Regions from separate parts of the Mus musculus genome. Here all the other regions are linked to region 1. The links are chromatin contacts, called in public ChIA-PET, HiChIP or PLAC-seq and promoter capture Hi-C maps. All regions are on one chromosome and are shown on one strand. The core of a region is the stretch at or near the end of the contact, and the rest is flanking DNA. Distances in the headings are between cores, read along the strand shown.

The links. Promoter capture Hi-C pulls out the DNA fragments that hold promoters and counts their contacts. ChIA-PET counts read pairs in DNA pulled down with a chosen protein or histone mark. HiChIP or PLAC-seq counts read pairs in DNA pulled down with a chosen protein or histone mark.
Region 2: a promoter capture Hi-C map of embryonic stem cells shows a contact between it and region 1, with 4 times the contacts expected there. The contact joins the enhancer-like site here to the promoter of Inpp4a in region 1. A contact is called at or near these places in 3 of 39 promoter capture datasets (embryonic stem cells, liver and stem cell-derived epiblast-like cells), 5 of 115 datasets of contacts at active chromatin or transcription factors (the 230-238 cell line, astrocytes and embryonic stem cells) and 1 of 9 other capture datasets (embryonic stem cells).
Region 3: an HNF4G HiChIP or PLAC-seq map of pancreatic cancer cells shows a contact between it and region 1. The contact joins the enhancer-like site here to the promoter of Inpp4a in region 1. A contact is called at or near these places in 17 of 39 promoter capture datasets (the 3T3-L1 cell line, 3T3-L1-derived adipocytes, the C10 cell line and 11 more), 2 of 15 datasets of contacts at CTCF or cohesin (the NIH/3T3 cell line and large pre-B cells), 4 of 484 Hi-C or Micro-C datasets (B cells, bone marrow-derived macrophages, cerebral cortex and 1 more), 13 of 115 datasets of contacts at active chromatin or transcription factors (astrocytes, bone marrow-derived macrophages, cardiomyocytes and 7 more) and 3 of 9 other capture datasets (adipose tissue, embryonic stem cells and liver).
Region 4: an RNA polymerase II ChIA-PET map of memory CD8 T cells shows a contact between it and region 1, with 49 read pairs. The contact joins the promoter of 4930556I23Rik here to the promoter of Inpp4a in region 1. A contact is called at or near these places in 7 of 39 promoter capture datasets (cranial neural crest, embryonic stem cells, neutrophils and 2 more), 9 of 115 datasets of contacts at active chromatin or transcription factors (acute myeloid leukemia, bone marrow-derived macrophages, effector CD8 T cells and 6 more) and 2 of 9 other capture datasets (adipose tissue and liver).
Region 5: a contact with region 1 is called in an RNA polymerase II ChIA-PET map of memory CD8 T cells, with 14 read pairs. The contact joins the enhancer-like site here to the promoter of Inpp4a in region 1. A contact is called at or near these places in 4 of 39 promoter capture datasets (the HPC-7 cell line, embryonic stem cells, pre-B cells and 1 more), 1 of 484 Hi-C or Micro-C datasets (the G1E-ER4 cell line), 2 of 115 datasets of contacts at active chromatin or transcription factors (bone marrow-derived macrophages and memory CD8 T cells) and 2 of 9 other capture datasets (adipose tissue and liver).
Region 6: a BATF HiChIP or PLAC-seq map of CD8 T cells shows a contact between it and region 1, with 7 read pairs. The contact joins the promoter of Vwa3b here to the promoter of Inpp4a in region 1. A contact is called at or near these places in 1 of 15 datasets of contacts at CTCF or cohesin (the NIH/3T3 cell line), 3 of 115 datasets of contacts at active chromatin or transcription factors (CD8 T cells, memory CD8 T cells and pancreatic cancer cells) and 1 of 9 other capture datasets (adipose tissue).
Region 7: a contact with region 1 is called in an H3K27ac HiChIP or PLAC-seq map of microglia, with 4 times the contacts expected there. The contact joins the enhancer-like site here to the promoter of Inpp4a in region 1. A contact is called at or near these places in 5 of 39 promoter capture datasets (the HPC-7 cell line, embryonic stem cells, pre-B cells and 1 more), 2 of 115 datasets of contacts at active chromatin or transcription factors (microglia and stem cell-derived neural progenitor cells) and 3 of 9 other capture datasets (adipose tissue, embryonic stem cells and liver).

What each region holds. Positions count from the first base shown.
Region 1 is chr1:37,298,341-37,301,342 of GRCm38.p6, reverse strand. It overlaps Inpp4a (inositol polyphosphate-4-phosphatase, type I), which reads right to left and starts at 1,505. Exons shown (of 26, transcript NM_030266.4): 1 at 1,225-1,505.
Region 2 is chr1:37,669,995-37,672,996 of GRCm38.p6, reverse strand. All of the region lies in intron 1 of Cracdl (capping protein inhibiting regulator of actin like), which reads left to right. It also overlaps a transcript of 4930470B04Rik not described here. Among named protein-coding and RNA genes, the nearest start is that of Gm39628, 13 kb to the left of the region's middle. Within about 2 kb of position 1,421, at least 4 of the 459 cell types and tissues checked have an H3K27ac peak or open chromatin away from gene starts, as enhancers often do. A contact at or near this core is called in embryonic stem cells, where this site is marked.
Region 3 is chr1:37,629,185-37,632,186 of GRCm38.p6, reverse strand. It overlaps Cracdl (capping protein inhibiting regulator of actin like), which reads left to right. Exons shown (of 10, transcript NM_028096.1): 4 at 236-371; 5 at 705-866. Among named protein-coding and RNA genes, the nearest start is that of 4930556I23Rik, 16 kb to the right of the region's middle. Within about 2 kb of position 1,581, at least 43 of the 459 cell types and tissues checked have an H3K27ac peak or open chromatin away from gene starts, as enhancers often do. A contact at or near this core is called in pancreatic cancer cells and trophoblast stem cells, where this site is marked.
Region 4 is chr1:37,612,949-37,615,950 of GRCm38.p6, reverse strand. It overlaps 4930556I23Rik (a long non-coding RNA gene), which reads right to left and starts at 1,444. Exons shown (of 2, transcript XR_373329.1): 1 at 1,384-1,444; 2 at 578-1,052. It overlaps Cracdl (capping protein inhibiting regulator of actin like), which reads left to right. Exons shown (of 10, transcript NM_028096.1): 8 at 1,283-1,470; 9 at 2,470-2,614.
Region 5 is chr1:37,584,411-37,587,412 of GRCm38.p6, reverse strand. No RefSeq gene overlaps it. Among named protein-coding and RNA genes, the nearest start is that of 4930556I23Rik, 29 kb to the left of the region's middle. Within about 2 kb of position 1,417, at least 205 of the 459 cell types and tissues checked have an H3K27ac peak or open chromatin away from gene starts, as enhancers often do. A contact at or near this core is called in the G1E-ER4 cell line, the HPC-7 cell line, adipose tissue and 3 more, where this site is marked.
Region 6 is chr1:37,027,885-37,030,886 of GRCm38.p6, reverse strand. It overlaps Vwa3b (von Willebrand factor A domain containing 3B), which reads right to left and starts at 1,574. Exons shown (of 28, transcript NM_001370828.1): 1 at 1,459-1,574.
Region 7 is chr1:37,560,449-37,563,450 of GRCm38.p6, reverse strand. No RefSeq gene overlaps it. Among named protein-coding and RNA genes, the nearest start is that of Mgat4a, 21 kb to the right of the region's middle. Within about 2 kb of position 1,385, at least 38 of the 459 cell types and tissues checked have an H3K27ac peak or open chromatin away from gene starts, as enhancers often do. A contact at or near this core is called in microglia, where this site is marked.

The sequences.
Region 1 (3,002 bases), core at 256-2,755:
CCAATACACAGACCTCCTCGAATGAAAGAACTGAATTTTCGAAGAGAAACCTTTTGTCAAAGCAGTCCTCAAACAAGGGCCCTAGTCCAGATCCAAAGAAAAATTCCGTCTTCACCCAACAACCAGGCTAAGTAGGACAACCTATAGCTGTTCACTGCCTGACACTGGCAATTAGATTTCAAAACAAACGCAGCTAATGAGGTTCTGTTTACACCTCTTACTGATGAGGGTCTTGAGAACCTGAGTTAGCAAGTGACAAAACCTTCAGGATTCACACCCAGATCAACCAGCTGTGTGATGTCCCAGCCCTGTGATGTCCCCATTGTCCACACAACCCACCCGGGGAACAGGAGTGAACGAAGCAGAATATTACTGCAACACCCCAACTTCCGTACCACCCCACCCCCATCCCCTTGGCCCAGAGGCCCTAACTGGCAGGTGACAAATCACATTCTACTCTTAGGCAATCTCTCAACATCAAACACATTAAGAGGCAAAGATTTACAACGGCCAATACTTACTTCCTTCTTACCCAGAGAGACATTTTCATGAGCTGTCAAATCCAGGCAGGAGGAACCCACCATTATGTAATGTCAGAGGGCAGGAGAGAAGGGGCAAGAGAAACCAAGGCCCATCAACACTCCTTCCCTTCGCCCACAAAGATATATATTTGTGTCTGACATTTTGAGTGTTTCCGTGGCCTACACATTCATGACTGGCTTTGCAAAAGACGACCACGGATCCCTGCAAACCTCTCAGGCCTCAATTAGCTTATTAGGAAAGCCAGAAGAATATAAAATACATAAAGCAAAGGTGAGGGAGATCCTGTCCTGGCCGATGCGCGAACAGAAAATGCTCAAAGAGTTGCGAGGACGTAGAGTCCGTGTCTCCCACCAACATGTATGTTTATTTTTACCCGGTGTGTTGACACCCGAGATACCGCGAGGCCTTCAGCGTCGGATGCCTATGGGATACAGCAGAGATGCAGCCGGCGGGCGCGTTGTATAGCATCGCACGGCTCCCCGAGAAGCCCGCGGCAAGGGGACCGCAAGTCTAGGATCGCGCTCCAAAGACGCGGCCAGCGAACCGCTAGGCTGTACCACTGCCATGACAACCGCGGGCGCCACCGGGCCGGGTTCCCAGTGTCTCCAGCTCCCAGCCGCCCAGCCCACTCCGCTAAGCCCGGCACACCGGACCTGGCACGGCCCAGCTCGGCCCACCTACCTGGCGCGCCCCGGCCCGGACACTTGCTCAGCCTTGGCCTCTGTCCTCCAGGCCGCACACCCCGGCCTCGGCCCCGCTGGTTGCTGTCCGGTCCTGAAGACCGGCCGGGATTTGTTTCCTGGCCGCCTCACTCCGGCCGGTGGCGTCCACCCCAGACCCGAACCCGCCGTCCCCGCGCAGCCCGAATCCTGCCACCGCCTTCTCTCAGAACACAGCGCACAACCCCGCCCCGGTTCCGCCCCCTCACCGCGCATGCGCGCCCCACTCCCCGACCGCCGCCCTGCCCCCTCCCTCCCTGGCTCCGCCCCTAGGAAGCCGCACCTCCCAAAAGGTCACACCCTCTTATGTGACGTCACCCAGGAGTGGGAGTTTTTCCACCTTCACATGCCCTGAGGCTTCTGCCCAGAGAACAAGCGATTCTAGAAAAACGCTGGAGGTCGGAAGTGCAGGTGTAGCTGATCCATCACTCAGTGGGCGTGGCCACCAACAAACTGTAGTCTTTTGAACTTCCTTCCAGACCTAGTCTACCCAAAAGATAACGGACCTTAACACTTCCTCCTCAAAATTCTATTTTTCTATAGGGAAGAAGACCAATCAGGACTTTCGGAGATACATTTTTTTTTATTTTATTACTTATTTATTTCCACTGAGACAGGGGCTCCCTGCCTCTGATCGTTTTTAACTTTATTGTAACGTTAACATTTCTACCTGATGAGGGGAAACTTAAATGGACAAACAAAAACATTTTTCAGGTTTTTTTACACCTCATTTGTCTGGTTTTTTTTTTGCTTGTTCTGTTTCGTTTTGGGTTGTTTTTTTTTTTTTTTGAACAGGGTAATCCAGGTTGGTCACCCACTCACTAGCTGCCCTTCGTGTTATTCATGTTCCTGCCACTGCCTCCTAAAGGCTGAGAGTACAGGTATGCACCACCACACCCACTTTTATCTTCTAAAGAGTAACTTATTACCAAATGCTTATCTTTTATTAATCAGATGAAGGGGAGAAAATATTGATTGAACCTTAACCCTAAGGCCAAAAGCCAAAAAACTCAAACATGCTTAGAAAAATTAAAAATATTGTCCTTATTTCATCTTCTAAAATTCAAGTGACTGATATACCTGATTTTCTTACGGTAAAATTAATAGAAATCCCCCTTTCAATCTCAAAAGCATTCTCCTATGAGATAATAAATTTTATGGTCAGAGTCTTAATTTGCTTTCTCTCTTCCTGGGTTAAACCACTGGCCAAAAACGACTTGGAGAGGAAAAGGCTTATTTGGCTTACAGGCTACAAGTCCATGATCAGGCAGGAACTCAAGACAAAAACCTAGAGGCAGGAATGGAAGCAAAAGCCAGGAGCGAAAGTTACTTGTTGGTGTGCTCTCCATGGCCTGCTTAGCCTGCTATTTAGATAACTCAGGACCACCTGCCTGGGGTGGCACCACCCACATTAGGTCTTGCCCTTCCACATCAACCATTAAGAAAATGCCCCACAGGGTGCCTACATTGCAATTTGATCCAGGTATTTTCTCAACTGAGGTTCCCTCTTTTCAGATGATTCTAGCTTGTGTCCACCTAACAACAACAACAACAAAAAGCTAGCTTGCACAGCTGTGTTATTTATATTCAAGCTAAAGAGGGTTTTCAAATCAATAGCATCCTTCTTTAAATTTATGAGTTTAAAAATAAACATTAATCTCATTTCAACTCATTCAAGACAATTACGAATCTGACCAGAGTTCCAATATTTGTCCCTTGACTCTTGCACATTTGGAGTAA
Region 2 (3,002 bases), core at 172-2,671, 370 kb before region 1:
TGGGTTAAAAATAATTATTTAGGGAAGACATGAAGTTGGGAGGGAGACTAGATGTGGGTGGGGGAAATTTGGACCTGAGCATAGTGTGTCTATGATGGAGATACATTGTTGCGTGTGTGAAATTTCCAAAGAATACAGTTTGTTTTTTAAAGATTAATTAATTAATTTGAGTACATTATAGCTGTCTTCAGATACAGAAGAGGGCATCAGATCTCATTCCTGATGGTTGTGAGCCACCATGTGGTTGCTGGGAATTGAACCTAGAACCTCTGGAAGAGCAGTCAGTGCTCTTAACCACTGAGCCATCTCTCCAGCCCTGTTTGTTTATTTTTTAATGAATGCAGGTTTGCTCTCTGCTGACCGCTCTCTGATGAGGTTTCCTGAATCATAAGGTGTTTACCAAGCCTCTGCTGAGTGTAGAAATTAGGACATCAAAGGTAAAAGGACTCAAAGGCCAGGAGAGTGATGTGTACAACCCGAAATGCCAGTAGGTAGGGAAGCTTGCTGTTGCCCTGGGAGGGGAAACATTTCTTATGGCCGAGCTGCTGGGCAAGGCAGAGCACTCACGCTTCACCTGGAGGCCATGCAGAACACTAGGTGTGGCAGTCGGGGGAACTCAGCAAGGATGGTAGGAGGGCATTTGTGGTACTGCCATGAATGTTCATTTTTCTGGACAACAAATCAACAAATATATATATATTGGGCTCATCTCAAGCATGTGTCATGTGTTGTCTAAAATAGCTTTACATAAAAAGAAGTCTATGCTGGGCTGTAGAGATAGCTCACTCAGTAAAATGAGCATGAAGAATTGGGTGTGGTTCCCAGAACCCACATTTAAGAAGCCATGTGTGGTGTTTCGATGTGTAACAAAGCAGAAGAGGTGGAGACAGGTGGAACCCCCCTCCCCACCCATTGCTTGCTGACCAGATACCCTGGCCTACTTGATAACCTCTGGGCTAGTGAGAGATCCTGTCATTTAAAATAAATAAATAAATAAATAAATAAATAAATAAATAAATAAGTGGATAGCACCTGAAGGAGCATACCTGAGATTGTCCTCCGGGATCCATATGTACACACGCACACACACACATATGCAGACACACCTGTGTGCAGTGCCCACTCCCCCACACACACGTACATGTATCTATGTGTGTTCACGAATGCAAAGAAACCTGTGCCAATTTTATAGTCCTTCAACTTTTTAAAAGCAATGTAACAGAGTCCAAGCAGTGTATACCACATGGGCAGAGGCAAGCTGTTTGTGTCTGTCACTCAGCTTGTGAGATAAGAAGGCTAGAATCCAGTTCTACAGATTTATCGTGACTTCTGCTAACATTGGTCACAGGTTTATAGCCATGAATGGGTCTGAGCACCCGGCAGTTAGTAGCTGTCTGGAGTACTATGCTGTGAGCAGTCCTGAGAATGATACTGTGATTGATTGCTGATGTCTGCCAAGGACAGTGAGAGGGTGGTGTCAGGCGGTGCCCTTTTGCCTCATCTTTTGTTATGGTTAAAAAGAGGCACCTCCTAAGGCAAAAACTGTGGTTGGTGGTGACTTTAAAATGAAACGCCCAACACATTCATTACAATTTATAGCCATTTACTGTAGTCTATGCATTCCATGCTGTGAACACAAAGCTGTCCCTCACTACATTCCAGTTCTTGGAGAGAAACACTGTCAATCAGGAATAAACCCACCTTAAACACCATCGGCTTGCAACAGGATGGGGAACGTGAACTCGGTTAACAGCTTTAAGCTGTGTGGTGCTTTTACAGGCTGCCTAAGATATTTTTAGGTTAAGTTAAAATAGAAGCTAATTTAATACCTTTTTAGCTGCTAACCCACCGAGGTGATTTCAGACTTATAAAGGCATTAAAATACTACCTCCATTTTTGCTGAGTTTTAAAAGGCAGGCAAATGAAGCTGTACAATTTGGGGTTTGATGATTTCATTATTTCTAAAAATCTTCATATCAGGTCCAAATTCAAATGTCCTTCCGAGATGATTCCTGGAAGGCTTTGCTCTTATGTGTGACAAGCCAGTTTGCAGATGTGTGTCTTACCCCAGGATCAAGCTGGTTGGGAGAAAACTTGGGATTTGACTAAAGCAGACCAACAGATGGACAGGTCATATTTATTGGCACAGTGCTCAGTATGTCTGAGAATGAATCGTTGGTGTTAGGGGCCACCCTCTAACCCACAGCCTACCAGCCTGCCTGCCCACCCACCCCACCAGAGCAAACGTAGACTCCACTAGCCAGCTGGTTCCTGTCACCTATGGACCTCGATTTCTGTCCTCCGTGCTGAAGCCTGGCCCTTCACTCTCTTGCTACACACTATTTCCAGTGGTCCGTGATGCTCCTGTTTGAGTCCTCTGCTCTCGTGTCTCATCCTCAGAGGAGTTCTTGCAGATAACAACACTGGATACCAGTTCTGCTGGGTGAGGGTCTGGGTCACACTCTGTCCATGGTCCCAGCCTCATGGTGCTTAGCTGCGGCAGCTGTGTAGAGGGACAGTGTGGGAAAGGACATTACCCTGGCTTTGCTCTGTATGTGCGTAATCTCCACATAGTGACTACACAGCTGAGATTACCCTGTGTTACATGTGCCCAGAGAGAGAAATGGTGGGTTCCCTGGAGTTGGGAGTGTCAGGAGGCTTTGCCTTCCTGTCCTGTGATCTGAGAGATGGAGTTGGGGTGACAATGGTTCTTCAGTCTATCTGTAGCTCCATCTGGAAGCAGCACTGTGGCAATCAGAGAGGATGAGCCTTTCTTTGTAAAAAGCAAAGGAAAACAAACAACAACAAAAATAACCACATCTGTCACTTGTACTTGGGCTGCCTCTAAAGGTAGGATGGTGGTAATATCCGGTGACAGTGGGAAGCTGGCCTCAGGACAAACAAAAGACACTACTAGTTGCATCTGCTCTTGCCTAGGGATTTTCCATGGAGCCCCGAACCCCTTCATTTCTGCAGTGGGGATTTCTCAAGGGTCTGAGAGG
Region 3 (3,002 bases), core at 332-2,831, 330 kb before region 1:
GGTTTTTTTCCACTAATCAAAATAATCCACAAGCTTCACATCTCTTAGGAAAATGCCCCTTTTGTAGGTTCTGACTAGTGTTTGACGGTGAAAGGGACAGAGAAGCAACTGCTAACTGTGTGTGACAGAGGGCTTTGGGGGGATCACATTAATTTATCCCTTCTCTCACTCTGAGTCCCTAGGATCAGGGGCAGATGGAGGTGGTGGAAGCTCACAGTGGCTCTTTTTATCCTAGGGAGTCCAGGGGTACTATGGGCAGCCGGGCCCTCTCCCACGACAGTATTTTCTTTCCTGAATCGGGACAGGACCCTGCTCGGCCCGTGCGGGTGTTCTCCCAAGAAAATGTGTGCGACCGGATCAAGGCTTTGCAGGTAAGGGTTCGCTTGGCACTCTCACTGGGTGTCTGTCCAGTGTTAATCTAGAAGTTTCTAAGTGATCTCAGCTTAGCATTTTATACAGTTGAAAGTCGGGTCACAGGTTCTTCACGGGTCTCAGGCATGCAAGTTAGTCACATTCTGACTCACTGTTGGTGACTGCCTAAAGAATAAGGACAGTGGTGAGGGAGCTGGGGACAGACATTCAGGTCAGGGCACTGTGCTAGGGTGCTGAAGTTATTTCCTGAATGAATGAATCAGAGCAGGAAGATTTGTTGCTAGCTATTGTTGATGAAAACACTAAGAATGGTTACTATTCCCTCAATCTAGTTAAAGATACAATGTAACGTGAAGATGGGGCCACCGCCTCCAGGAGGCCTTCCTATCAAGCGGGCAGAGGAAACCGGCATGAGTTCTGAGGATGACGGACTGCCCCGCAGCCCCCCAGAGATGTCCCTGCTGCACGATGTGGGTCCAGGCACAACTATAAAGGCGAGTACAGTCTGTGCCCTTGAATATTTCCATCCACTCCTGACACTAAGCATTGATAGAACTCTGGAGGACCCTCCATGTCTTCCAGCAAGGTCTCTTGAGTGAGGGAGACTGCGCTGCCGTTTTGTGCGGTTGTGTGGTCAGTCTGATGCCATCTGCTCTGTGCCTTATCTTTCTTGTCTGAGCAGATGCCCAGACCCAGAAAAGAAGGGCAGGGGCTCCCTCTCCTCTGCATCTCCCCTCCCATGGCAGTGGCCAGAGCACAAAGAGAAGAGTAAACACTGAATTATATTCAGCCCTGTTCCTGAGTCCTGACCGCAGAAACCTGTTGGTTTGGGCGAGTCACATGAAGCCCTCAGGGTAAAGGCAGCCCAGGGAGTCTGACCAGCAGTGTCTGACCTCAGCCACTGCAGGAAGTGATCCCAACTGTTGTACCCCCATAGACTCCATTTCACAAAGAAACACCCCAGCATGTTCATGGGCTACTTTTGTTTGTGGTAAGAATGTTAATGTACACATATATAGAAGACAAACAGGATGGCCATTTTCTCCATATTAGTAAGCCAAGCGAAGGGCAAATGGGAATGATCCAAATGATATTGATCCTTGAAAAACAAGTAAAAACAGAGTTGGTGTTTGATAGCTGGGCATCCTTGGATCCCGTTCAACCCTGGCCCTGCCAGGGCGTTGTTTACAATGTAACTGTAGAGTTACCACTTCTGGGCTGTTTGGAATTGTATTCGGTAACCACTCAACTTAGGTACATAGAGTTCCCTCTTCCCAGACACGAGCTTGTTCTTTCTTGTAGTTGTGAGCACCCAGAATATTAGTAATGGAAAATCAGGACTGTGGTGTGGCTGATTTTAAGTCAGCTCTAGGGGTTGGCAACTCCCATGGAGCTGCCTAGAGTATGACTCCCAGAATCTGGCCTCAGGGAAACCTATCTCTGGTCACAGTAAGAGTAGGCTCTGGGGCCAGAGGCTACCAACCCACACCTGCTCTCCAACTTCAAGAAGGCCTGGATGATGGGGAAGGTTGCCTTACTCTGTGGAATAAAACTATGCCCGTTAGCAACTTAAAACACTCTTGTGTACAATTGCATTGTCCCTTTTCAGAATTAGATATGGCTGTGTGTCAGGCTCTGTTTGTGAGGCGATACCTGTGAGGAGCTACCTGCTGGTTCATTTTTGACTTTACCCTCCTTCCTCTATCTCTTGAGCCTTGGACTCCAGTCTCTGACTTACAGTAGCTGGTTCTATCTGCAATTGGCTGCATTGGGTGGGGCGGGGTGGGGTTTCGGGGAGCAGCTTCATTTGTTGAAGACAGAGTTCAACTCCAAACCCGATCACCACTGCAGTGCACAAATTTTAATTAGCCAAGTGGGGGTCACTTGTGCAGGGGCCACACTTACCTAACTTTTTTATTCCAATGGTTCTGACTTTTTATTTTAAGATGAACTCTGAGGTTGTACCAGTTATTGGGTAGTATACCAAATCTGCTTTCATCGTGGGAAGCCAACGTTTGGGAATGGTGGGTGCACGGCTTTCATTCCAGGAGGAGGCAGATGGAGCTCTGTGAGTTCAAGGCCAGCCTGGTCTATAGACTGAGTTCCAGGACAACCAGGGCTACATAGAGAGACTTTAGCTCAAAAAGCAAACAAACAAAAATGTTAACCGGACACTAATATTTAGGTCCAGTGTTCCAATAGAGACATGCAGATAATAATTATTATTATTATCTTTGTTTGCATGGTTGTTTAGAGATGGTGGGTTGTTCTTGGAACCTAGAGGATGGATCCCAGATTCTCTCTCTTTTGTACTAGTTGGTTTTGTGTCAACTTGACACAAGCTAGAGTCATCAGAGAGGAAGGAGCCTCAGTTGAGGAAATGCCTCCATGAGATCCAGCTGTAAAGCATTTTCTCAATTAGTGATCAATGGGGGAGGGCCCAGCCCATTGTGGGTGGTGCCATCCCTGGGCTGGTCGTCCTGGGTTCTATAAGAAAGCAGACTGTGCAAGCCATGAGGAGCAACCCAGTAAGCAGCACCCCTCCCTGGCCTCTGCATCAGCTCCTGCCTCCAAGTTCCTGCCCCCATTTGAGTTCCTGAACTGACTTCCTTTGATAATTAGCTGTGGAA
Region 4 (3,002 bases), core at 195-2,694, 310 kb before region 1:
TGGGGGTCCCTTCTTGCCAAACCACCTTAGAGGCAGTCTCATATAACTTTTCTGCTCGTTTGAATGTTTTTAACTCTACGTGTACAAGTGTTTGTGCACCGTGTGTCTACCTACCGATGCCAAAGAAGGCAGCGTGACCCGAGGAACCAGAGTTACAGATGGTTGTGAGCCACATGTGGATGCTGGGACTCAACCTCAGGTGCTCAGGCAGAGCAGCCGGCACTCCTCCCTGGGCCCCCCAGCCCTCCTCCCTGGGCCCCCCAGCCCTCCTCCCTGGGCCCCCCAGCCCTCTTTATGCTCATTTTAAAAATGTATCTTTTGGCTCAGATGAAATTATCCAAGTGCAGGTTATAAAGAATTTACCAGAACTATGTCTTGTGCCTTTGGGCTAAGAGGTGACAGAGTGCTCAGTACCCAGCACTGAGCTTTGAGGAGGTGAGAGAGGCTGGCCTGGCCTTCAACAAGCTACTTCTCTGCTCTGATTTCAAACTGGAATGGCAAGTTCCTCGGGTTGTGAATTTAATCTTATCAGAACTGTTCGAGGAATATGTTGTTAGCCAAGAAAATAAAGTTCAAACCCTGAGAAAATGTTCCGTCTGTTTCGAAGAGAGTAGCTGCCTCTGGGATAGGGATGGGAGTGAGGGTGAGACACAGGAAGAGTTCTGCGGGAGCTCCTGGTCACTAAGTGAAGAAATGGCAGGAGAGGGCAAAGAGGGCCCTTTAAAAGAATGTAGAGCAGGAGAAGAAAAACAGCCGGTGTTAACCATGCAGGCCCCAACTTCCTGTGTCAGGTGAAGACAGATGGTTGTAGAAATGGCATCACGTCCCACAAAGGGAATGTTTTTAGCGCGTCAAGTAAATCCGGAGTGGGGGCGGGTGGCTGGTCCCAAATGTAGACTCTTATCAAAGGCATCCTATCTGTGCATACATTCCAGCTCCTCCCAGAGAGAAGGCCCTGGTAGAAATTAGCTCCAAAGTGCACAGGTTGGGGTGGCAGCTGCATCTTGTGGTTTTGGCGGCTCAGACCAGAGGAGGTAATCTATTTGAGACATCTATAGAAGAAAAAAAAAAATGAAGTTTGCTGAAGAGAGGCTTTGGCTCAGGGGGGAATGGGAAGTGGGGGTCTCTCTGAGACTCTACTCCTCAATCCTACCACTCCTCAGCCCCCTGAACCAAGCAAAGCAATATAACACACCTTGTATGGGAGAGAAGCTGTGGGTGGGACTGAAGGGGAGAGTGGGACTATCTGCCTAACATTGCTCCTTCTTGGCCTTTATCACAGAAAAGGGTCAGCCTCCTGCGGCTACAGGTCCTGGGGCTGATGGGCAACCCACCCCACCCTGGATCACCATGGCCCGGCAGAAGAGAAGAGGAGCCCCAGACCTGCCCGTCAACCAGGAAGAGAAACCTGGGTCGAGGATCCTAAAGACAGAAACTGGGAAGCAAGCCAAGGTGGCCGAGAGAGCCCAGGTTACCACTCTTTTTCTGTGGCGTTCGGGGTGGGGGTGGGGTGAGGAGGGCAGCGATCTTGTGAGGGTGTGGTGGGAGCAGGTACCGCTGTGCTCACAGAGGTCCTGCATGAACATCACAGAGATGCCGTGCCTACCGTGATGGCTGACATGCGCAAAGGCAGTACGTCAGCTTGTGGACCCCGTGATGGAGCTAGCTGCCTCTTTGCCTGTGTGGGCTGGTAGAAATGCAGTGGCGCCCGAGGCTGCTCTGGCCTCCTAGGCAACGCAGCTCAGCCTCTGGAAAAAAATTGAAGACAGTTAAAACAACGGCTCCCTTCAGACACACGCTAATATGGTCACCAGCTCCACCTCAGCCCCTTGTGTGATGATAAATGAAGCCTGCTCTGGCTGCTGCCTGCTGGCTTCCCTTTTCCCTCACCTGGGGCTGCACAGCCAAAACCTGGAGTTGCATGTTGTATTCAACTGAAAACAGCTCTCACCAACCCCAACAACTGTGCTGATGCACCCTCTGCTAACCAGTACAATAAATGGGGTTCTGCTGTCTAGGAAAGGGAGCCTGCGCTGCAATAGGACCTGCTTCCCTTCCTGCTAATGCAATCCTCAGTTGTGTCTACACAGCTGAAGACCTGTATGTAGCATTGAGGAGGGGAAATTACAGTGCGAAATGTTAGCCCATTTCAGCTGCTGCCATATAGTGTGTATCATAAAACCATTCCCTACGGCTTTCACATAGAGTCCTCGCTCTATACCATCTGGGGCTGAGACTGGGCTGTCCAGGCAAGCAAGGAGCCACCATGCACACGTGGGCTGCAGGAGGCTGGCACAAGTCAGCTCTGGCATTTTGGTGGGTGATGCCGGTGCACAGAGCCCCTTTCCAGAAAGTGCCAGCAGCAGGGTGCATCTTGGAAGAGACATTTTGTAGCTAAGACACTTGGAGTATTTACCCACTCTGAGTCTGTTATCCTTGGGCAGCACCTGTCATTTTGTGTCTCCGTAGGAGTCTGTGAAGCAGGGTGACTTCGTCCGGAGCAAATCTTTCCTGATGACCCCTGCAAAGCCTGCTGTGACCCAGAGGCAGGGGTCAAAACTGAACCTCAAGGAAGGGCTACAGAGAGGAATCTCACTGTCCCATCAGAACTTGGGTATGAGACTGGCTTTTATTTCCAAATACTTTGGCACACACTCATGCACGCGCACACAGATATATATATTTACACATACACACACACATATATATATTTCTTCCTATGATTGGAGTTTGTGTTATTGAATCATTTTGCCATGTTGAGCAGTGTTTTTTTAATGTAGTCCCCCCCCCCTTTTTTTGAGAAGGAATTTACATGAGATAACGGTCACCCATATCCAGTGTGCATTTCAGTGGATGTATTTAACGGTGAGATTATGTGTATTTGCGGAGTCCCACCACCCTGGTAGCAATCTAAGAATAGAACATCCCCCTCACACTGGAAGGAAACCTACTTGTCACATTCCCTACCCTGGGGGTAGGTAAGCACTAACCTACTTTGTGTC
Region 5 (3,002 bases), core at 168-2,667, 290 kb before region 1:
GTTCCTTTTATTGTTGAGAATAGTTTTTGCTATCCTAGACTTTTGGTTATTCCACATGAATTTGCAAATTGCCCTTTCTAACTCAGTAAAGAATTGAGTTGAAATTTTGATGGGATTGCATTGAATCTGTAGATTGCTTTTGGCAAGATAGCCATTTTGACTATATTAATCCTGCCAATCCATGAGCATGGGAGATCTTTCCATCTTCTGTGTTCTTCCTCTATTTCTTTCTTCAGAGACTTGAAGTTTTTATCATACAGATCTTTCACTTGCTTAGTTAGAGTCACACCAAGGTATTTTATATTATTTGTGCCTATTGTGAAGGGTGTTGTTGCCCTAATTTCTTTCTCAGCCTGTTTATTCTTTGTGTAGAGAAAGGCCACTGATTTGTTAGAGTTAATTTTATATCCAGCTACTTCACTGAAGCTGTTTATCAGGTTTAGGAGTTCTCTGGTGGAATTTTTAGGGTCACTTATATATACTATCATATCATCTGCAAAATATTTTGATTTCTTTCTTTCCAATTTGTATTCTCTTGATCTTCTTTTTAATTGCTAATTAAAAATTAATTAATTGCTCTGGCTAGGACTTCAAGTACTATATTGAATAGGTAGGGAGAAAGTTGGCAGCCTTGTCTAGTCCCTGATTTTAGTGGGATTGCTTCAAGTTTCTCTCCATTTAGTTTGATGTTGCCTACTGGTTTTCTGTACATGGCTTTTATTATGTCTAGTTATGGTCCTTGAATTCCTGATCTTTCCAAGACTTTTATCATGAATGGTTGTTGGATTTTGTCAAATGCTTTCTCAGCATCTAACAAGATGATCATGTGGTTTTTGTCTTTGAGTTGGCTTATATAGTGGATTATGTTAAACCATCCCTGCATCCCTGGGATGAAGCCTACTTGATCATGATGGATGATTGTTTTGATGTGTCTTACGTGTCATCTGCCAAAGGCTAAGTACTCAGCATGTACTGTTGAATTAGGCTCACAGAATGCAGACCCCTCCCATACAGAGACCAGGCTAGCAGCTATATTGTGAGGTTAAAGAGAAAGAGGAAGCGAAACCAGCAGAAAATGCAGCTGCAGCGGCAGCATGCCAGGGTATGACTGAGGCTCTGGGAATTTCCGCACAGCAGGCTTCTGTGAGAAGATATCGGTCTTTCCTCTTTTTCTGGGCCTCTGCTTCTCAAGACTTCAACCCAAGTAGAACTTATGCCTTTGGCTCTCCAGCTCATACCTCTGAACTGTGCCATGAGCCTTTCTGTTCCAACTGACAGATGGCACATGGAGGAGCCTTCTGGGCCTTCAGAATCACGTGACCCCACAGCTGACCGCAGACCTCCACACTGCACAGACACACTGTCCTGGGTTTGCGATGGTTCAGCTTTTGCAGTCCCAACTTCATTGTGGTACAAAGACAGTCAGTCACTCAGTAGAAACCACGCTTCAGGTTTGGGTTTTCTTCCAGCCCTAGGCTGGCAATGCAGTCTTGGCACGGTGAGCAGGTTCCAGCCGGGAACCGATGACTCAGTACTTCCGGTGTGCCTGTCACTCAGCTCTCCTTTGAATGTAATGTTTCTCTTAGTCTGCAGACCCAGTGTGCTTCCAGTGGCGAGTTTTAATGGTGAGTATCTACATACCCATTCTGTTCTCACAGGCCGACTTCAGGATGGTTCCTGTGACAGTCAGTTGCAGGGTAAGCTTGATGGTGGATACCTTTGCCATGCTGCAGACTATTAAGTGACCAAGCATGGTGGGCTAGGCTGGATGTATTGAATGCTTTTCTTTTTTTTTTTTTTAAACTTGGTATTTATTTTTAACTTGCAATGGATTTGTCAGGACTTAAGCTCACAACAGACAGAGGAGAGGGTATTTCTGTGTATGCGTGCATCTTCACAAGTGTGTCTCTGCTCCTGGTTTTGTTTCTCTGGAGAGTCCTGAGTGGCACCCCCAACAGTGGCTTCAAATATACTGCGAGAACAAGTGTCTGTCCTTATGCAACACTGAGATTTACTGGCTGTCACGCCTCAAACCTCTTTCATAAACAGGTTGGTGAGCAATGGCCATAAGAAAATGCATTCGCTGAGCCCTCCCACTGCTCTAGTGGATAGTGGCTATGGGACTGGAAATACTCAGGGGCAAGGGGTGGCGTCACTAGAGTAGAGGAACAAAGCCAATTCCCTCTGTGGTCCTAAGCCAGCTTGGAGGAAGGTAAAAGTTCATTCATATTGGTTGGAAGTTGGTACACAGCTCAAAAGGAATGCTTTGTATGCTTTCCCATGACTATGCATGCACACATACACGTACATATACATACATACACAAGCACATGTACACACATACACACACAAGCATATACACACATATATACACACAAGCACAGGTACACACATATACACATATGCACACATACATATATACAAGCACACATGCACACACATACACAAACACACACATATACACACATACATAAACACACAAGCACATGCACACACACACATATACACACATACATAAACACACAAGCACATGCACACACACATACACAGGCACACATACATATACACATATACATACAGACAGACACAACACATACATATACACACATACACACACAAGCACATTCAAACACATACACAAGCACAGGCACACACATATACACATATGCATGTACACATACACACACACATACACATGCACACACATACATGCACACACACACAGGTACACACACACCTACCAGTGCTCCCACATGAAGTTACTCAAATACATACAACACTTGTTGTCATGGGTCTTCCACCTTTATTGCAACCAAACTTCATCCCTATAGGATTCTTCCCAAAGCCTCTCATCCCATGGGGAAACATGTAGTTCTTCCATGCCAGAAGGAAACTGCCCAGTGCGGGGATGTAGGGTTTGACAGGAGAGCAGGCCAGGTACCTGGAGTTCTCCTAGCTTCCCAGAGACATTCTAACCACGGGATGCTTGACAGGTACTTTGA
Region 6 (3,002 bases), core at 325-2,824, 270 kb after region 1:
GTTACTTGGGAGTTTCCTCTGAGGCAGAGAGGATACATACTGGCAAGGTCTGCTTTATAGTGTGCAATAATGTTACCAGTGGTAAGGTTTTTGTTTTGGTTTGGGTTTTGGTATTTTGAGACAGAGTCTGACTACATAGCTCAGACCAGGCTTGACCTTGTGGCATTCTTTGCTGCAGCCTCCTGAGTGCTGGGATTACAAGTATATATACCACCACCTCTGGTTGTCCGCAGTCCTAAAAACTTGGAGTTGTCCATCGAGCCATTGAGTGCCAGGGACAGGCAAAGCTCCCAGGACAGCAGGAAGATTAAGATGGATAAGACCTTTCATCCCAACACTTAGGAAACTGAGGCAGGAGGACTGGGATCACGCTAAGAGCCCTTCTTTGTCGGCTGCTATGCACCTGCCCATAGTGAGAAGCCAAGAACAATCCAGTCACTGTTCTTACAAGCCCTGGACCAGAGTCTAACTTAGACTCTATTAATTCAATTTGGATCCTTGGTAAACGTATGATCAACACCTCCAATCTTCATCCTTGCTAGTTTCTAAAAAAAGAAATCTGTGCATGGGGGAGGGAGGGAGGGAGTAGTATGGAGGGGTAGGAGATGGGGAGGTATGTTGTGGGAGTTCTGAACTCTGATTCTTCTGGGAAGAAAGGAAGCTGGGATGAAGTTCCCTGATGTATCCTGTTACAATTCTTAACAGTCTTATTCTTTCTATCCTTAAAAGGCAAAGCTAGGCTAAGAGCATCGCCTCAGATAAACGTGGGCAGGGTTAAGGGATTGAAATGGTCTGTGGGACACACTGTTGAGAACAGGACCAAGAATTGAAAACTGGGCTCGTGGGGTGGGGGTGGGGCTGTTAGGTCATCGCCGAGAAGAAAAGAAATGGAGAACTTCTGAGAAGATTAGAAGAACAACTACATGAGGTTAAAAGTCCATATTAGAAAGTGAAAGTGATGTGAATGCCCCCAAAAACCAAGAGGCAAGCAGAGGCTTTCTCCAGACTCAAACCTTTCACTCAAGAAGATCGCTTTGAGTTTGGATTGTTAAGTTTTGATCATTGCTTCTCAGAAATGAGTTTCTAATATACTGATCAGTATGCTATGTCCTCTGACTAACTTTGGCCTCTGGATAGACAAGCATTAGGGAGCTGAGCTTCTGCAAAGAGTGGGGGTGGGGGGAGAGCCCTGGGTAAGAAGGGCTCGCACACGTCTGCGACTTTGACTCTGAAATCCAGCTCTCAAGTGGGTGCGGCCTGGCCACTGCCCTTTCCCAGCAGAAGCGAGGTCCAGCTCGGAAATTACAAACTTGTTTTTTCCCTCACACAACCAGTTGGAAACCTGGAAGATCTGGTCTAGAAGGATGGTATCCCCCACTTAGTAAGTAATCTGTCAGTTGCGAGGCCAGGCGGCTTGCGTGCGTCAGCGACCCTCCCACCCTCCAGGGCCTCACTAACCAGAGCAGGAGGTGGGCGCGGCCAGCATCCCACTGCTGGACAAGGCTGTGACTCCCCCTGATGCTGGCGAAGGGTCCCCGCCTCGGGCACAGAGTTGCGGGAGTCCAGTTTCTGTTGACAACCACATCGCTGCAGTTGCTAAGACACCGCCAATCACAGCGTGGCTCGGGATCCGGCCCCGCCCACCAATGAGCCCCTCAGAGGGAGTAAAGAGATGATGGGGACTGCGAAGAAACTGGATGTTGGTGTTGCAAAACCAATTTGGTCCACCCGGAAAGAGAGCAGCCTAAGGCTCGTCCTCTGCGCCTGACCCTGGGAAAGTTGACAGCGGCAAATATTAGAGATTAGGTTAACAAATATTCAGATGGGCAGAAAAGCAGACGACTGCCCGCTGAAGGAAGCCTGTTCTCTCGATTTACTTCCGGCAGATTACCGCAGCCCGCGCCTTTTGTTTTGATTTCTCCCTCGGTATTATAAAGAGATCCTTTCTTCATTGCGTCTTTAAGGGAAGGAAACCTAGAGTTGGAGCGGTTCGTTACAGGTGCTCAGCTAGAAGGGGTGGTCAGATGAGCGTTCACAGTTTTGCCAGATTGTAACTTTGGACACAAGAGCTGCCAGGATCAAAAAAAAAAAAAAAAAAAAAAAAAAAAAAAGATTGTGAATAAAACCTCCTGGAGAGGAGGGGGGAGGGAAGCTGTGTCCGCAGAGACTGATTTTGACTGATTAGAATTTCAGTTCTGCAGAGAGGTTAGAATGTTGCTGTTCTGAAGGCTAATTGCCTTATCTTGGGCCAGTTCTAACCCCTCTTGGAGAGCCATTCCTTGCCCACTTCTGTGACCAAACTAACCTCTTGTGACTAAAAGATAGACGGACAACTAGCCTCCACCAATCCAAAGGCTAAGAATGTCCCACAGCATCTTGAAAAGCTTTCCCCACTCTCACCGTGCCTGCTTCTCTGGTGTGCCCTCCAAGGTACTTTAAATTTATCATGATTTGTGACTTTCTTTGTTCTATGAAAAGTTCATGAAACTGCTTCCACGTTGGAACATGGAGTTTGGGGTAAACTAAATCTGTGTTGTACAGGGCCACAGCTATTCAAAATGGCTCCAGAACAGGCTTGCTTATACCCTCTAAGCTGAGAGCTGTGGTTTTTGCAAATCTACAGGTAGTACTCCTATAGGGATTCGGTACTGCACTCTACCTAATGCTTATTTAGTCTTGCCTTACAAGCATACAGATGGCTCAAAATGCAAACCTGCCATTCTTCAAGCAATCACACTCACACAAAAATGTGCTTATGAAAATCTATAAGTAAAAGATTCTATAAGGGCTGGAGAGATGGCTCAGAGGTTGAGAGCACTGATTATTTTTTCAAAGGTCCCGAGTTCGATTTCCAGCACCCACATGGTGGCTAACATCTATAATGAGATCTGATGCCCTCTTCTGAAGTGCAGGCAGAACACTGTGTACATAATAAATAAATAAATAAATAAATAAATCTTTTTTTTAAAAGAGTCTAGAGTAAGCCACATGAAGCAAACCAA
Region 7 (3,002 bases), core at 136-2,635, 260 kb before region 1:
ACAGTGAGTATGGGTTCCCAGTATCCCAAACCTTTAAGCATAATTTAGATAAATGACACAGTTTGTTTAGCTTTTTAATCCTTCTCCGGTCACATGATACACAAATTAATTCCAGGTAACAAGAAGCAAATCCAGATTGTCTTTTTTTCTAGCTGACAAAAGCTACATTTTTACAGGATACAACAATATTTTTTTTATGTACACACTCATTACAGAATGGCTGTTCCAAGCTAAACACCTGCAATCCATTCTCTTGGCTATTTTCAAGTATACAATATTGTCTTGGTTCTTGTTCTGTTGGTATGAAGAGACACCATGCATGACCAAGGAAACTCATCTATAAAAGAAAGCATTTGGTTGGGGGCTTGCACACAGTTTCAGAGGTTCAGTCCATTATCATCATGGTGGACGCATAACAAGAGGAATGGTGAGCACATTGCTGGAGAAGGGAGACACTGGGCATGGGATTTTGGAACCTCAAAGCCCACCTCCAGTGACACACTTCCTCCAACAAGGCCACGCCTCCCAAACCTTCTAATCCTTTCAAATAGTGCTAGTCCCTGATGACCAAGCATTCAATTATATGAGCCTGGGGGGCAGGGCACACATCCTTTTTTAAACCACCACACCACACATGTATTTTCATTAATTTTAGCTATTCAACTGTAAATGAATCTCTTGAATGCATTCCTTGCCTCTAACAGGCAGTTTGTGTCCTTTGGGTAACTTCTACCCTTTTCCCTCTCATTCTCCTGCTTGAATAGGACTTTGAAACCATTGCCCTATTCCTTACTGGGAGGAATATCTTCTTCTCTGGGTCCACACACAACCAAGATGCTGCAGTATGAGGTTTGGCTCACTGTACTTAGTCCCTTGTTGCCAATGACAGAATTTCCTTCTTGAGTGTTTCATCTCACCCTGTTTATTTCCTGAGCTATCCATTGATGAACATTTGCATTGCCTCAACTTGGCCACTCTAAACAATCCCACAATGAACATGGGGGTGCAGATGTCTCTTTAACACCCTGATTTTATCTCCTTTGAAAAGTTATACTTAGTAGTGAGAATGGTATACCATAGTGTGGCTGTAGTTTCAGTTTTCCAGGGAACCTCCATTCTGTCTCCCACAATTTACTAATTTACAGAGGCACTGAAGGTACAATGGGATCCTCTGTTTCCTCAAAGTCCACTCTCTGTTGATGCTCAGTGGTCGGCATTTTAGGAACTAGTCTATTAGTGCAGTAAATGTTCATGTACTTTTGGGGAATTGAAAGAAGACAGTTGCATTTTCAGGAAACAGACTTTAAAAAAAACGATCAATGAAGCAACATTTGCACTCACGCAAGTGCCAGCATGCCACAGGATGTCTGCTGGGGTCATCCAGCTGGGGACCACATGGAGAGTCAATCTCATAGAGATGTGGGCAGGTGTTTGACTACATGGGTCAATATAGCAGAAGAACAACTTTCTGTAAAATACTGTTTCTGGATGGGAAATGCAGTTTTCTGTCACCTGAGTCCCTGCTATATGTTTAGAATCTGTTGTGTCTAGTTGTAATCACTGAGTCACAGGGCTGGTGGGACTTCCTTATCTATGGCTAGAAACCCCAGTACAGAAATTTCTGTCATCATCTCTCCCTGATTTTGGAAATAAGAGAACAACTAAACATGCACACATTTTTGCCTCTGTGTTTTGTCATGGTCATAAACACCTTCATTTTGTTGTTTGTTTGTTTTGAGTTAGGGTTTTACTATGTAGCCTTGGCTGGCTGAGAACTCATTCCGTAGATCAGGCTAGCCACAAACTCATAGACATCTGCTAGCCTTTGCCTCCTAAGTGCTGGGATTAAAGGTGCGTGTCACCACACCCAGCCTTATTTTTGCAATCTCCTAAATTAACTATCTTTAAAAAAATATATTCTGTTCTATGATGGTCAGTTTGTATCCTCAACTTGACATGCCATGAAAATCCTATGGGATGAGAGTTTCAATAAGAGTTGGTCTGAATTAGGTTGGCCTGTAGCATGTCTGTGGGGGAATGTCTTAAGTTAATTAGTATAGGATTGACCTAGCCCACCATGGGTGTCACCATACCCTAGGCAGGCAGTTCTGAACTGTATAAAAGTGGGAAAATCAGACAACACAAACAGGAGACTGAGGGCTCATGCATTTATTTCTCTCTTGATTATGGGTGTGATGTAGCTAGCTGTTCTACCATCTTGACTTTGTGCCTATAATGGACTGAAACTTGGAATTCTAAGCTAAAACAAATCCCTTTCCTCCTCTAAATTGCCTTTTGTCAGTGTTTTAAGCATAGCAACAGAAAAGTAACTAAGATGCTATTAGATTGTGCTGTTGTTGCTCTATACTTTGTAACTTAGTTTTGTCTAGCAGCCTTAAGTTCCAGCTTAGAGTCTAAATGTGGAGTGTGTGTGTGTGTGTGTGTGTGTGTGTGTGTGTGTGTGTGTGTGTGTGTGTGTGTATGTGTGTGGGGGGGGAGGAGAGAGAGAGAGAGAGAGAAAGAGAGGAAAGAGGAGAGAGAGATGAGAGTTGTTTCAGATTCAGACACCCCAGGTTTTGGGGAATACATGTCAAAGGATACTGTGATCAGGGGCTGTGGCTGTTTCTCTACCCGCTCCAGTCCTCAGAAACATTTCCCTGGATGACTTATCCCACAGAAACACATCACAGTGCCTGACTTTCTCAGGGATGAGTTGTCTTGTCATCGTCTGCTCTGTGTCCCTTAGCTTTGCTCATTGCTGAGGCAAGGATTCTGACAATCTGCCTTCTAGCCACAGTCAGTGGCTATAAAGCTGTGCCCCTGGCTGGTGCTGGCTGCTCCCATATCTTTACCATGTTTCACTACTGGGCTACATGATCCACATTTGGCTAATTAGTCACCTTCCCTGGGGTTTAAAAACTGGCACGGCCATGTGTCATTACTGTATCACAGCATGGGAGTTATAGAGCCCTCCAGCGTCGGCTGGTGTTGTAGAGAATTAT